Linked DNA regions of Danio rerio: all the other regions are linked to region 3. A link is a contact called in public HiChIP or PLAC-seq data. All regions are on one chromosome and are shown on one strand. Each heading gives the region's core, a stretch centred on a gene start, on an enhancer-like site or on the middle of the called end of the contact. The rest is flanking DNA. Distances are from core to core; before and after follow the strand shown.

Region 1 (2,854 bases), core at 254-2,753, 150 kb after region 3:
GTCGGCTTTCAGGTTTTCTGTTATCGTCACTTTGCTGTTCTAGATCGCGTTCAAATTCATCTTACGGCTGCCGTAAAGAAGTGCTGCAAACTGTCGCGGAGGTGGCGCCACACAAACATCGTTGGAAAAGGACTGCGTAGGGCCGCCGTTGAGTTTGAATGGGCTGATATTTGCAAGTGATTGGTTTGGCTAGCATAAGCCATTTTAAAATAGAAAGCTTTTAAGATATATGTTTTTCCGTGTTACATAGTCATCCGAATTGTTGTTTTAGCTGTAACAAGTTCTGTTTACACTGTGCAACCACCTAAAATAACTTTTTTTATTTTGTAAACAAGAAGATAGGCAAGACCAAACTCTTAATAAATCACTTGTTTAGACTAAATTTGTATGTACATTCTGATGAACGAACAGTTTTCATTGGTGTAATCTATGCCAGGGATATAAATGTGTGCTTGCTGGTGTTCTCAATCACACCATTGCTGGTTTAGATTGGTTTGGGGCCGTTTTAAATGTGTCAGAGCATCTTAAGCAAAGGCATCCTAAAGTTCAATGCAATTAAATTACCTAAACGTTATTTTATTGTAAACATACAAAAGAAAAACAACAAGATATCAACAACCTTGTCTACAAATAATACAACAAAAATAAATGCATAATAACCATTTCAGTGTGACCCATGAACATTTCCTGCTTGTTATCAAACTATTTCATAACTGTAACAAGAGGCAATTCAATCATGACTACATGTTAAAACATCTATCACAAAATTATCTATCAATATGTGGCTATAGAAATTAAAATATATTGGGACCATTGTTTCGTTTACATCTCTCAAAATGGTCCATACACCAGCTTAGTTATAAGCAGTCCTGCCTGGTTTTTAGAGGGGCTTGAAGGGATTTAGTACATCAGGCCATCGTTTCCAGCCAAACTGCTTTCAGGAGGTCAGCTAGACAATCCTATGCCAGAAACATCGACTACAATTTAAATTACTAAAGCTTTTGGGGTAATTGAACATAAATAAACTGTGAATTTAACAGCCTTGCATTAAAAATAGCAACAGATAAATCATAATCTGCTGTGGTTGTTTCAAAAATGAGAGAGAAAACTAAAACACCAGAAAAACTCTATAGCTTCAGCTGATTTTAAAATCATGTATTTAATAATAAGTTTAATAGTGTGTGGTGAATGGATAAACACGCCATAATGTAAATATAGGCAAACTACGCGGAGGACTATATAACCCATTGTGCTGTTACAGTGTTTTCTTCACATGAGGAGCTTGAATTAATTCAACTTCAAAAGAAGAAACTTATATTGGTAACACCAACGTCGTAAAGGCTTTATTACACGGGAAAGGCGAATGCGTATTCAAAACTGAAAGCAGAAAGTGCATCTCTCTTTCGGTCAGGAGGATCAGCCTCTCCCTGAGTCCCAGCAGCATTACCGTTGAGTCCCAGCGGCTCCGCCTCTATATGGGCGGAAGTGTCGGTCCTTTATTTCAAAAAGGAGTGATGTCAAACAGCAGCAGACTCTCTGACAAACTCAGCTGTCTTATAAACAGCGTATTGAACTCCCGAGAGCCATCAGAAGAGGATAAACCGAAGCCAGCGATGTAACCATTCTGCAGGTACTGGATACAATGTTTCATTTCAAATGATTCGACCAGCGGCTGAACCTCCACAGAAGTGTAAAGCACCTCTAATGAATCACTACGGCGGAACATTTGTAGATATTCAAGCCTAGAGTTTTGAAATGCGAATACCGAAACACTGTTAGTAATGTTTTGCACGCGTGCCAGTTCGCTACACCGGACTAGTATCAGTACGAAGCCTTTCGTGGTGCCAGCGGTCTTTGATGTGCACATCAATGAAGACTCTTGACGTTTCATGTTCAAAATTGGCGGGAAGCTCTCAAAAAAACTCACAACACGTCGTTGCAAATTGATTGGATGCTTAATATATTTTTTCTCAGCGAAGTAACAGGCTCCTTTCTCTGTTTCAGAGGTCGTGGAAGAAGCTCGGAATGACTACATCTGCGAATACCACGAACGCATCGCAGCTCTTCAGCCCATTGCACCTGCATATTATCAGAGGACATATGAAAGGGAAGTTTGCCTCTCGGATCCGATCATTTTCATGTGACTACTGCAAATCTGTTTGAATGCGAGAGATCGAGTATCTGGACTAAGACCACAGTACATTCATGCCATTTTTGGGCACGGGCGTCGATCGCAGAAAAGAGGATGTTTCTTTTGTTTAATTGTTCTTGATCGTTCTTATTTTGATTAGAGATGGCTCCGCATCTCTGTTTTCTCCACTGGTTCCGATGGCTTCAGTAGGACGATGTTAGCCTAATGTGGGTGGACCTTGGCGCATCTCCAACGGATATTTTTTAGGGGGGCTGGAGGATCGGACTATTTACTACTGCTTTGTAGTGCTTTTTCCATATCTCCACCAGCGGACATTTTTATTAACAAAATCAGAGATATTCTACTTTCCTTTGTCAGGATATAATGGCCGAGGACACTGCTTTAGACAGGCTGAGCACTGCAGCTGCGATTGGGGATCTGATGGAAGTTGAGCAGACACTTCAAAGCAACGTGAACGTTAACGAGAAGAATAAATATGGCAGGACAGCACTGCAGGTTAGACGCACATCTCCACCTACAACCTTCATATAAAAAAACACGATGTTTATAATTCATAGTGCATCAGCTTCAGGAAAACAGCTTGTTCTTTTCCTTCTTCCAGTCACTATAGCAGTGGCCTGGTTGATTTACTTCTGACCAAACCGGTGGCTTTTTGAAAAAATCAAAAGGTTTACCTGAGAACCAACTACGCACCTGTTACAA
Region 2 (3,171 bases), core at 508-3,007, 210 kb after region 3:
AATGTTTACTATGGTACTTTGAACATTGGGTCTGAAATCACACGCAAGTATGACTTTAAACAACATTATCACTACTTATTTGACTCTGAACAATGTTGTACTTCAATAGTCATTGGCTGCTAATATAATTTCACTATTTAGGATTTGCAAAGACTAATTTTCAGAAATTATATTATTAATGCGAAAGTCTGAATGTCTAAATATTAAACCAATTTTACCTCAATCAGTTTGTTGGAGAGTTCTTGTAAAACAGATAAGGTCAACACAACAAGAGGATGTAACAGCCACCACAGTTGCAAACATTTCAGATCAGACATCTTCTGAGTCATGTTGCTTCTTACAAAACACAGTGACTGGACATAAAACGTTCACTTACGGTGCTACACAAGTTTATCTGCTTCGACATGGTTTGTTTCATCCAACAAAAAGACCCTGGCCAACCCAGTTCTTCCATTTGAACTATGTTTTGTAAAGCATGACATCACTTTAAAATATCATGATCTCATGACTTAGACCTCAACTGATTCCACATGTCCGTAAAATGGGGAAATCCCCGAGTGCAAGGCTTCCCAACACTTCTGACTAAAGGACAATGTAGAGCAGCCCATTGTCATATTATAAGCATTTTTAAGCTCTCTTCCCGGAAGTTTGCAAAAATATATATATAGTGAGGTAGTAACATTGTGTATGTGTACAACATCAGTATTAGTAATATTTAAATTAAATACATATAGTTTGCCCTTACAGTCTGTGAAGAGAAGAAAACAGAATATTTTAAAAGGTTTGTGTAACACTCGAGCAAGGAGAATAACATCGACATGACGTCACAACTGCAAACAAGAATCGTCACAACCAGAATGGTTACCTTTATCGCAATAAAGCTGCTGCTGGTGAATCAACACGCCACGGAGGCGGCAGTAAAGATGAAATAACAGACTGTCCATCTGTCTGGATGGTCTGACGTGAACTGCAGGCCAAGTTTACGTCGAACAAAGAGGATTTAGTATGGCACACACTCTAGGGCGAAATTAAACAGATGGAGCTCCTGCGGGAGCTTGCTGTTGGTGATATATTTACGTCTATTTGCTTGATATTATGAATTGCGAGTGTTCATGTTATGATTGAAGCAGGAGGGTGGACACAAGGCACGTTATATTAGTCAAAAGCAAAGTTTCTTTGTGTATTCTAATGGTTTTTATAAGCTTACCTGATACGGAGGTGGCGGTTCCTGATCTGGATCGTTGGCGTCACCGAAACTGGCCCTGTCTGACTGGGATTCGTGGAGCAAGGAGATATCATCCGAAGTGGGAGATTTCAGACAATTCCCCATCTCCTTTCCAAACTCCTTGTTGTCTAAATGTTGAAATCCTTCCTATCCCTTCCGCCCTTAATCACTCCAACCAGACTTCTGTCCCTTTAAACAGGACGACAAAACCCTCTATCATTCATTTACAACGATCCGATCACCATGAGAGATCCTGACGGAGAAAAACAAACCATTGTCGACACAAAGAAGCCTGGAAAAAGTGTCATACGCGGATATGAAACGATGTTTGTATAAATTCACACAGTCTAAACCTGTGAAACACGTCTTTTTGATTTAAAGCCTCTTTATGTAATGCTGTCCCTTTCTCTTCGTCTTAATAGTAAACACACTGGTTAGCCTTCCAGGAGATAATTTCCACAATATCAAATATGCGCTCGCTCTCAATGGCGACTCAGGCAATGTTGCCTTTCAGGCAGTCATTCTAAGTCCCGCCTCCGCACAGAATCCACCAATCAGTAGGCGTCTTCAGTAGTAAGGGCGCTATTAGTGGATACTCGTCACCCAATTAGATTGCAGACTTACAACACCAACAACAGGGGTTTAAAGCCTTTAAACTTGACCGCATTAGGCCGATTTAAAGGCATAGTTCACTTCAATTGTAAAATTGTCAGTTTGAAAAATAAAACGCACGACTTTCCCCTTTCCCCTGAAGAACAGATTGGAGGAATAACTAAACTGAGTGACTACTACATTATAACCAAATCGATGTCATGATGATTAAAGTGCAATTCGGAGGTAAAAATCCATCCAAGTTAATCCGGAGAAAAAGGGGTCGTCTTTCATATCTTCATTGCTTTTCTTGTTTAAATACCATATGGGAATTCGTATTTCTCAGTTTCCGTTTTTTTTTCCTGCTAGCTACTGATTGTTTCAGTGATTTTTACTGAAATTTCTTAAATGTAAAATAAACATGTTGTCATTCAGAGCATACAATGACAATCGTTCAAAATTACAGATATGCCATGTCAGAATTACTAGCCCCCTTATGTATATTTTCCCCCAATTTCTGTTTATCAGAGTTTTTTTCAACATTTCTAAACACGATAGTTTTAATAACTTATCTTTAATAACATGACAGTATAATGATGACCGTAAATAATGTTTTACTAGATATTTTTCAAGAAACTAGTATTCAGATTAAAGTGACATTTAAAGGCTTAACTAGGTTAATTAGGTTAACTAGGCAGGATAGGTTAATTAGGCAAGTTATTGTATAACGATGGTTTGTTCTGTAGACTATCAAAAAAAAAAAATAGCTTAAAAGGGCCAGTAATTATGACCTTAAAATGGTTTTTAAAAAACTAAAAACTGCTTTTATTCTAGTCTAAATAAAACAAATAAGATTTTTACCAGAAGAAAAAATATTATCAGACATACTGTTAAAATCTACTTGCTCTGTTAAACATAATTTCAGAAAAATTTAAAAAAAGAAAAAAAAATCTAAATTCTGACTTTAACTGTATGTGTTTATATATTTTATTTAGACAATACCATTCCAATGTTTTAACTTCAGAGGAATAAGAATAATTGGTGGATATAGATGTTTTATAACATTTTATTTCACTCTGAATGGTACTATTTTTAGTTGACACTTTATCAAATTGAAAGCGACTAATTACTGTCAAGACTATAACTCTTTAACTAATTTCTGGGTAAACTCTTTAAAAAAGCCCCCTTAAAGCTCAAAAAAGAAAGTCAGTTGGCATTTCTGTGTTGAGTTTGCATGTTCTCACATATTTGGCAAAAAAAAAAAAAGACAAAAATAGTAAAATCATTTGAAAGATGAGACTTTGTTTTTACTCTAATTAAAACTACAACAAAAATGTTATTTTATTACTGGATTT
Region 3 (3,099 bases), core at 237-2,736:
AGAGAAAGCAGATCTATTGCTGAGCGTCATGGTTCCAGGTAACATAGGCCGCGGGGTGGAGGACATGGTTGGCTGCACGCTCTGCAGCATCCTCTCCGCCGTCCAGGTCTCCTCTGGACCCTTGGCTTGACCGCTGTTGTTTAGGATTTGCTCTATGGCCTGCACCACATCTTTCCCGCATCCCTGAAGCACAAGCTCCAGGACGCTACGCTTGTGGTTAGGGAAAACCCTCGTTAGGATGTCGATGGCGTTCATCTGTCGTGATGCCGCGGAAGAGGGCGAGGGCTCCTGCTCATCTTTATCCGTGTCGGAGCCGGAGTCTGAGCCGATGGGACTGATTGAGCCTGGCGTCTCCTCGCCATCTTTTAGTGGTTTGGCTATCGGGGAACTCACGATAGACTCTCGGTCGCCGTTTTCCGAACCCGAGCCGTGGCGCATATCTGGAGACGACATGCCAGGAACGGATTCGGTGTCGGTGGATACAGACTTTCCAGCCGCCTGATGTGGTGTCACCGTTCCTGGTAAAGGTGTCTTGGGGAACAGCTCGAACTTTTGGATATTTGATTCTCCTGGAATAGATTTGTGCACGTCAGTAACTTCCATAACTATTTTCTGGGTTTGTAAACTAGTGAAACTAGAAATTCAACTTCCATAGACTAGTTCAAATTACATAGAATACAACACATCATGCTAAATATGCAATTATATAAAACATATATTCAATGGTACTTTAAAGGGAATTATGTTCTTAAACTGGCTATAACATGATACTTTAGCTCTCTAAAAAGCTGGAATATTGTGTGCTCTTTTTTTCAACATATACTGGATTCTGTAACAAGTTGCATTAAATAATGCCAGTACAAATATATTTTTTATTACAATACTATCTTCGTTATAATATGGAAAACTTAAAGGTGGATCACAATTATTGCTTCCAACTAAAATCTTTATTTTTAAGTATTTCCATATAGGCTATATGATCATAACGTTTCTACTTACCAGAGTTTGATTCGTTGCTAACTGGGCCGAAGACCTCATAGTTTTGCCGGGGAGGTATGATGCCGTTGGCAGCGGCAAGGGCCAGACCCTCTGCTGTGCCGTAGAGCAGCTGGAGCTCTCTCGCCTCGTTCTCCTCCTGCGCCTGCTGTCTGCGGAGCGCGACCTGAGCGGCCATCACGCGCTGTCTCTCCGCGATCAGGGTGCATTTGGCACACATACAGTCTTTCCATCTGCAGTAGCGCTTATGCCCCTTGAGCGCGGATACCACGCCGTGATTCCTGCACCGGGCGCACTTGGGCGTCCTTGGATACTTCTCCGTAGCGCGAAGCAACAGCGGTGGGGCCCTTAACAGGCTACCTGCCATTGAAACTGGTATGGAGGCGGCAGCGGCCGCCGCAGCAGCAGCGCCTGGATGAACCTGCGACCCTGCCTGAGAGGCGGGTGGGATCTCTGGACGAAGATCCATATTCTCCGAATTAACAAACAGCGGATCGATAGGTTAAAATACGTGCGCAACCGAAGTCTTCGATCGGAGACGTTTCATAAGCATTGACCAGAATCGATACAAGGTGAATATCTTCAGTACAGCATTTAAAGAACACAGCCCGACTGCCAGTGTCCAAGAAGAAAGCAGAAACCAATTTATTATGAAAGTCCTCTTTCCAGCGAGATCTTCAACTTGTTGCGCACAGTCCACAAGCAGCCCGAACGAAGTGCTGATTTTAGAAATTAAACTTACGCGTAACACAAATAAAAGTTAATCTTAAAACACAAAAATCCATGGAAAGCGATGCGAAACTAACTTTAAACTCAACGATCGGCCAGCAGTGTGAGAGAGCAGAGTTTGCTGCTGCAGCCAGTGTGAGACACTAACTTCCTCGAGAGATCTTCAGTGGATACAGATCCCTCTCGATCTATTGTTGCGCCCACGTTTTCATTAGACAAATTTGACAACAATGTGGCGCCTGTCATTGGCCAAAGGGGGAAGGCGCGATCTGATTGGCTTGTCTCTTTTTCAACTGTGTCCACCTGCGTTCTTTTCTCAAATAACAAGCATCACGCAGAGCTAAAACATAAAACTTTTATCATAAGAAATTATTTACAAAAATACAGGCTATAGATCCTAAAGACGACTAGCTGATTCTTTAAACGCGTTGTTGGACAATTTGGCTTTATAAAAAGCCGTTTAGTCAAAGGAGCTGCTAAAAGGTGATTTACGTGGGTTTTCAGAATTTGAATAGCAAACGCATTTATTTTCTCTTTAAAAGTAGTCCAAGTTATTTTTTAAACACTGGAAGACGAGACTTTTTTGTAGTGAAGAGCCAGTCCCTTGTAGAATGACGTCAATGTCGATAAACGGTAAGTTTTAAGCAAGACTTTAAGGGATATTCGTTTTGTTTCGTAATTGTTTACTGCGTATTTGTAATTGTTTTTTGTCAGCATTGTTTCGTAGTCTAAAACGGCATGCTTGTATTTATTCAGAACTTAGCTAAACTACTTTAGTTACTTGTGTGTAATTTCTCATTTATTAGAAACAGGACTTTAAATTATTTAGTTGCCTAATTTATAAAATAAATCAAAATAACGTTATTTATATAGGCTATGTAGCTACTGCCCGATATGATATTAAGAAGTTGCACGTGGTTTAACGCGTTAGCCAGGCTTGACTTTTACTTCTGTTCCTCTTTATTATTCGTCGCACATTTATGTAATTAAAACACTACTTTTCTACTTGGCATTGTAGGCTATTTATTTTAAGCGTTGTTCTTGCTGGCTTGATTTAAAGTCTAGTCGTATTCATTAGTTTCGAACAAATTTAAGATGATATTTGATTTTTTTTCTCCCTCTGTTTTGTTTCCTGATAACTCTGGCTTGTGCAAAATACGAAAATATATTTAAATTTATTCATATAATAGGCTACTGGTCAATTATTTTACAATCGCATGTAATATTGTTTACCTCATAAAAGAATATAAAGCGAGGATTTTTTTATTTTTAGCCCATTTTAAAAGCTTCAAATAATTATTGCAAAGCTTTGATATGTCTGTTTGTACTAAAATGCAAATAAATATGTCATAATTCAAAATGTAGTGATTCATA

Evidence for each region. HiChIP or PLAC-seq counts read pairs in DNA pulled down with a chosen protein or histone mark.
Region 1: an H3K4me3 HiChIP or PLAC-seq map of gastrula embryo shows a contact between it and region 3, with 4 times the contacts expected there. The contact joins the promoter of cdkn2c here to the promoter of dmrta2 in region 3. A contact is called at or near these places in 2 of 4 datasets of contacts at active chromatin or transcription factors (embryo and gastrula embryo).
Region 2: an H3K4me3 HiChIP or PLAC-seq map of gastrula embryo shows a contact between it and region 3, with 5 times the contacts expected there. The contact joins the promoter of rnf11b here to the promoter of dmrta2 in region 3. A contact is called at or near these places in 2 of 4 datasets of contacts at active chromatin or transcription factors (embryo and gastrula embryo).

The regions. Positions count from the first base shown.
Region 1 is chr8:18,186,170-18,189,023 of GRCz12tu, forward strand. cdkn2c (cyclin-dependent kinase inhibitor 2C (p18, inhibits CDK4)) reads left to right here and starts at 1,504. Exons shown (of 3, transcript NM_001199994.1): 1 at 1,504-1,630; 2 at 2,005-2,647. The coding sequence starts at 2,516. faf1 (Fas (TNFRSF6) associated factor 1) reads right to left here and starts at 121. Exons shown (of 19, transcript NM_212973.2): 1 at 1-121.
Region 2 is chr8:18,242,651-18,245,821 of GRCz12tu, forward strand. It overlaps rnf11b (ring finger protein 11b), which reads right to left and starts at 1,758. Exons shown (of 3, transcript NM_001128408.1): 1 at 1,208-1,758. The coding sequence starts at 1,330.
Region 3 is chr8:18,032,059-18,035,157 of GRCz12tu, forward strand. dmrta2 (DMRT-like family A2) reads right to left here and starts at 1,487. Exons shown (of 2, transcript NM_001007064.2): 1 at 1,000-1,487; 2 at 1-569. The coding sequence starts at 1,465.